Regions from separate parts of the Ovis aries genome. Here region 2 is linked to region 1. The links are chromatin contacts, called in public Hi-C maps. All regions are on one chromosome and are shown on one strand. The core of a region is the stretch at or near the end of the contact, and the rest is flanking DNA. Distances in the headings are between cores, read along the strand shown.

What was found. A called contact is a pair of places that touch in the nucleus more often than the background predicts.
Region 2: a contact with region 1 is called in a Hi-C map of liver, with 7 times the contacts expected there. The contact joins two enhancer-like sites. A contact is called at or near these places in 7 of 16 Hi-C or Micro-C datasets (blood, liver, mixed tissues and 3 more).

The regions. Positions count from the first base shown.
Region 1 is chr17:58,379,144-58,381,842 of ARS-UI_Ramb_v3.0, forward strand. All of the region lies in intron 2 of LOC121816951 (a long non-coding RNA gene), which reads left to right. Among named protein-coding and RNA genes, the nearest start is that of SPRING1, 98 kb to the left of the region's middle. Within about 2 kb of position 1,393, at least 23 of the 54 cell types and tissues checked have an H3K27ac peak or open chromatin away from gene starts, as enhancers often do. A contact at or near this core is called in liver, where this site is marked.
Region 2 is chr17:58,897,294-58,899,992 of ARS-UI_Ramb_v3.0, forward strand. All of the region lies in intron 16 of MED13L (mediator complex subunit 13L), which reads left to right. It overlaps LOC121816954 (a long non-coding RNA gene), which reads right to left. Exons shown (of 4, transcript XR_009596875.1): 4 at 2,496-2,699. Among named protein-coding and RNA genes, the nearest start is that of TRNAC-ACA, 240 kb to the left of the region's middle. Within about 2 kb of position 1,333, at least 7 of the 54 cell types and tissues checked have an H3K27ac peak or open chromatin away from gene starts, as enhancers often do. A contact at or near this core is called in liver, where this site is marked.

The DNA of each region.
Region 1 (2,699 bases), core at 143-2,642:
GGGTGAAGCCACCAGGCACATGGAACCACCCTAAATGAAAATAAAGCCTTCCTTCCTTCCTACACTCTATTAAAACTTTTCAAAGCTGTTTCACACATACCCCTGGACAGATCCCCTCTCAGAAATAGGGAGGATGGATGTCATGCCCATCCAACAAGTGGAAAAATTGAGGTCCTGGGTGGAGGATCGTATACTCAATAAAGGAAGGTTTCTGGATGGGAATGGTCAAGTGCAGACATTTAGTATCTCATGGCACATCGGTGCCTGAACTGTGACTAACTTCTGCCTCACGTCCTCTGATGATTTTCATTCATTCATTTACCAAATGCTTCTTCCCACGTGTGAGGCACCATGTTCGTCTCACGATAATGACGACAGCTAGGGTCGTGGGCGACTTTACTACTCTCCAAGTCCTCCCCGCTAAATTCTGGATGTGCTTTCACTTCAGTGCTCAGCAAGCTTTGTGCTGTGGGCATGAATGCCACCCCAGATACAGGGGAGGAACCCAAGCCTGAAGAGGGGGAAGCAGCCCACCCAGAGTCGTCAGCTCACACGCGGGGGCTGTGCTGAGGCTCATCGTGTGCCCGGGGCGGGCTGTGCCCGTGCGGAGCTCTCCTGTCAGGAGAGAAACATGAGGTGCAGGCTTTGCCCCTAAGACTCTCTGGCTATTCCCTCCCAATGAGCAGCACTCCAAACAGAAAGAAAGGAGACCAACGTCCGTGGAGCATCTTCTGTGGCACGTGCACCTCACGTTTTCCAGACCACCGGGCGAAGTTGCTGCATTTGGGCCCGGATGAAGTCGAGGCTCCTTGGGTTGACATGATTGACCAAAGCTGGCCCAGCTGGTGTGCGCGGAGTGGAGACCTGGCCTTGGCCGGTCATACCACATGACTTGCTTTTTCCACCAGCCTTCCCAGAGGACGGGCGGTGGGGAGACAGCTTACCACGAGTCTTCAGGTCACGTAAGAACCACAGGAGCAGTTCTCCTGCGGCTTGGTACGTGACCTTAAGCACAAACCCTTGGGACAGGAGCCAGAAAGCCGCTCACTCACCCCTGGTAGGGCAGGGGGGCTGGGGGCAGGACCCAGGGCCTGTCCGAGTGGAGGCCCTCTGCCCGCGATAGGCAGCAGGTGGCGCTGTGGCCCCGGTTTAACAAGGACAGCGGGAAGGTGGAAAGGAGGGGGGAATCCAGAAAGAAGAACTAGTGGAAAACAAGGATTTAAAAAGAAGAACAATTTGTTCCAAAACATTTGCCTTGTAACGGGGTCATCTATAAATTCTGGGATTTCCTGTTTGCCGCTGGGCAGGCTGGCGGGCGGGCAGGCCACTCTCTTCTCTGCAGTCTGGAAGAATCATTTCAGCCCAGCTCACGAGCTCTGGCCTCCCCTGGCCCAGATTGGCTCTGAAATTTCCCGGCTTTTGTGCCCGTAAGCCGGATCCTGTGACAGCAGGTCTCCTTGAGCCGTGCTCCAGTTTCCACGGGGGTGGGAGGAGGAGTGAGATCATGGTCATTTTTAAAGGAGAGACTGTCTTCATGAGCTCCCTGCGTTCTGCTGCTGCCAGACTTGTTTTAAGGCATGAAGTAAGAGAGCAGAATAAAAGGAAAGAGACAGAGGTGGATTCTTTTATCTTTATTTTCCATACTTACAATTTTGTGTGTGTTGGGGGGAGAACACTTGAAATCTACACTCTTATCAAGTTTCAAGAATGGAGTTCAGTACTATTAACCAGCAGTGTTAAGTAGATCCCCAGAACTTATTCATCTTCACCGTGAAAGTTTTGTGCCCTTGACCACACCATCTCCCCATCTCCTGTACTCTCCCAGCCCCTGGCAAGCACTGTTCTACTGTCTGCTTCTGCAAGGTCAACTTTTTCAGATTCCACACATAAGTGATACCGTGCAGTATCGTGTTTCTGGGTCTGGCTAATTTCACTGAGCCTAATGTCTTCCAGGTTCTCGTTGTTGCATATGGCAGGATCTCCTTTTTTTTTTTTTTTTTTAATGGCCTAATAATATTCCCTTGTGTAAATATGCCACATTTTCTTTAGCCATTCACCTGTCAGTGAACACTTAGGTTGCTTCCACGTCATGGCTATTGTGAATAATGCTTCATTGACCTGGAAGTTCAGGTATCTCTTCAAGATTCTGGTCTCGTCTCCTTTGGAGTTGTACGCAGCAGTGGCACTGATGGATCATGCAGTAGTAGTTCTGTGTTTGCTTTTTTTAAATGCTTATTTGTTTGTATCTTTGGCTGTGCTGGGTCTTCACAGCTGTGTGGACTCTTCTCTAGTTGTGGAGAGCGGGGGCTGCCCTTGCGGTATTGCGCTGGCTTCTCTCATTGCAGCGGCTCCTCTAGTTGCGGAGCACGGGTCCTAGAGCTCAGGCTCGACACTTGCGGTGCACGGACTTAGTTGCTCCGTGGCATGTGAGATCTTCCTGGACCAGAGATCGAACCTGTCTCTCCTGCATTGGCAGGTGGGTTCTTTACCACTGAGCCACCAGGGAAACCCTGTTTTTTGTTTTTTTGTTTTTTGTTTTATGGAGGTGAAAGTGAAAGTGAAGTTGCTCAGTCGTGTCTGACTCTGTGCGACCCCAAAGAGAGAGCTGTTCTAGTCAATATGGGGATGAAAACATTTCACTGGAAAAGAGAGAGAAAATTCTTTTTACCTGCCTGGTAGAAATTGAACCAAGCCTAAAG
Region 2 (2,699 bases), core at 83-2,582, 520 kb after region 1:
GTGTTGAAAATATTATTTTCTAAATTTCATATATATGGGAACATTGAGGTTATTTGTGTGGAGAACCATGGTGTTTATGGTCATTCAGTGTCAAATTAGTGTCTGTCACAGAACCAAGCAGTAGATTGGAGTAGGTAATATTTTTAGGGTGATGGTGGTAAGTACTTCATTATATGTACTTTGATGATTTCAGATGTGTTTACTTAAGGCACTTTAAGGTTAAGTATTCATATGCTAATTTCTGTTGCTGACCCCATGTCATACAAGAAAGCAGCAATAGAACGGTGCTGTGATATGGAGGAGGGAAAAGGAAGTATTTGTCATAGCTTGTACGTAGTTTGTACTGTCCCCAAATAATTCTGACTTCAGCAGTGCAGAATTAGTTTTCCCTTTGATTGATAATTTCTTAATGACATAATGTAAATGCTTTAAAGTAAAAGGCCACAAACGCAAATGTCAGGACCAAGTAAGCAATATGTGAATGGAGTGGACAGGGTCGAGCAAAATACTAGCCGCCATTGACACTCAGTGTCGCTGTAGGGGTGTGGGGAGAGCGGGGCCAACAGCAAACTGTTCGAGAGTGTGTGTTGTCCCCTTTAAAGGGACTTTTTTTTTTTTGCTTTTTTTTTTTTGGCAGTTCAACCTTAGGGAGTTGTTCAGGCAGGAATGTGAGAGATTTTAATGTACATTTCCTTTTTAAAATGTTGATAGTTGGGAATTCCCTGGCAGTCCAGTGGTTAGGAATTGGCACTTTCACTGTGAATGGCCTGGGTTCAATCCTTGGTCAGGGAACTAAAATCCTGCAAGACGTGTAGCGCGCCCCGCCCCTCCCCCCCCCTCCCCCCCCCACACACACACAGAAAAAATTGTTGACAGTTAATTCAGAGTTACATTCTAAAAGCTAAGACAAATTTATGCTGTAGGTCCAGTTTGTGGGCTACTTTTGTGACCTTGTATAGAAATCATCTTAATGAAATCAACTTTAATTTTATAAGCAGGCTTTATGATTATGTTTGTGTAAAGTCTGTATTGGAATGAAAAACTGTGACAGTGAAGTACTTTAAAAGAACCTTAGACTTGGAGAAGTACATGGAGTCATAGGACTCGAATTCCTGCCTTTTTTGTTTAGTCTCTGTATGACCTTAAGGGATCCTTTTACCTAGGTCTTCTCCTCTTTAACATGGAGTTTCAGGCACAAGATTTTTGAAACGCTCTGAGAACTAATGGTTGTGGAAGCAACATGCCACCAACAGGATGAAAGTGTGTGCCCAGAAGCACTCTGTAGGGCAGGGCCTGGCTTATTCTCTGCTGCCGTTCTCCAGTCGTGTCCCAGCTTGTTTTGTCTCAAACTGGCCCGCACAGCTGGAGCAACTAGCACGCCAGGGGTTAGCATGCTGATCACAAGCAGTGCAGCCACTTCAGGAGCCATTCCACAGCCTAGCCTCTTACACAAGCTCCTCAAAACAGTAACACACACCCCTTTGCTGCAAGATAGTTTCTGTAACTAGATAATTAGATCATTGTTTAGATCGAAATCTGTTGTCTGCCACCCCAGAGATTCTTGGTGTTCTAAACTGGCACTGTTAACTCTCTGGGATGAAATAAGTGTACTGCGCCTTTAAGTTCAGCACGTGGGGCTGGTGGTTCCCTTACTTCCTGGACTGCACAGTTGTGGCCTGTGGGAAGTCCTCCTGCTGTGGTCTGCATCACTCTGTGTGTGTGTGTGTGTGTCACTGTGTGTGTGTGTGTATTAGTTGCTCAGTTGTGTCTGACTCTCTGCGACCCCATGAACTGTAGCCCGCCAGGCTTCTCTGTCCATGGACTTCTCCAAGCAAGAATAGTGGAGTGGGTTGCCATTCCCTTCTCCAGAGGAACTTCCCAACCCAGGGATTGAACCCTGGTCTCCTGCATCGCAGGCAGATTCTTTACTGTTTGAGCTGCAGGGAAGTCCTCCCGCTTTATTACAGAACACACCAGCAGTCTCTTGATGCCGCTCATACTTGCCATGCACTGACTTTCCTTCCTCTTTTTTTTTCCCACTGTTGCATACCCAGCAACTAGGATGGGGTTGGTTGGTCCTCAGTTCATTTTCCTTGAATGGGAAAAGTCAGGTTCCTATACACAATAAACCATTTTACTGCCTTGGGAGCAATTTAATTATTTAGGTTTTCAGTTAATCATTGTAGTTCCTTTTCTGATCTGAACTGCATAATCATTTTAGAGTTTTGTTGAACAGGAAAATTTGAAAGGAGTCCAATTAGAGTAAAGATCATTATTACACACTTACTATTTTGCTCTCTGAGATAGCAGTGATTGCTGATCAGGGTTTCTGGGTCACGCGTTATCTGTACTCAAAGACACCGCTGTGCCTCAGATTGAACATTTCTTTGCAGAGCCTGATTTGGATTTTCAGGTTGGTAGGTTAGGCATAGGTAATTAAAAATCAGAAGAAAATGATTCAAAGAGCCATTACTTTATGACATTCTTCTTTCAAATTATAAGTGAATGAATATGTACTTTATTGGAGGAACATTAGTTTAAGTACAGTATTAACAGAAGAATTTTAAGCATTTAAAAAAATCTTATTTCTTTTGATACCTTCTAATTGGAAAGAGTGATCCCAATCTGTTTTATGGGTACCTCTAAGAATGTATATCAAGAACATTTTATTACAATAAGAACTTTTATTACAAAATCGT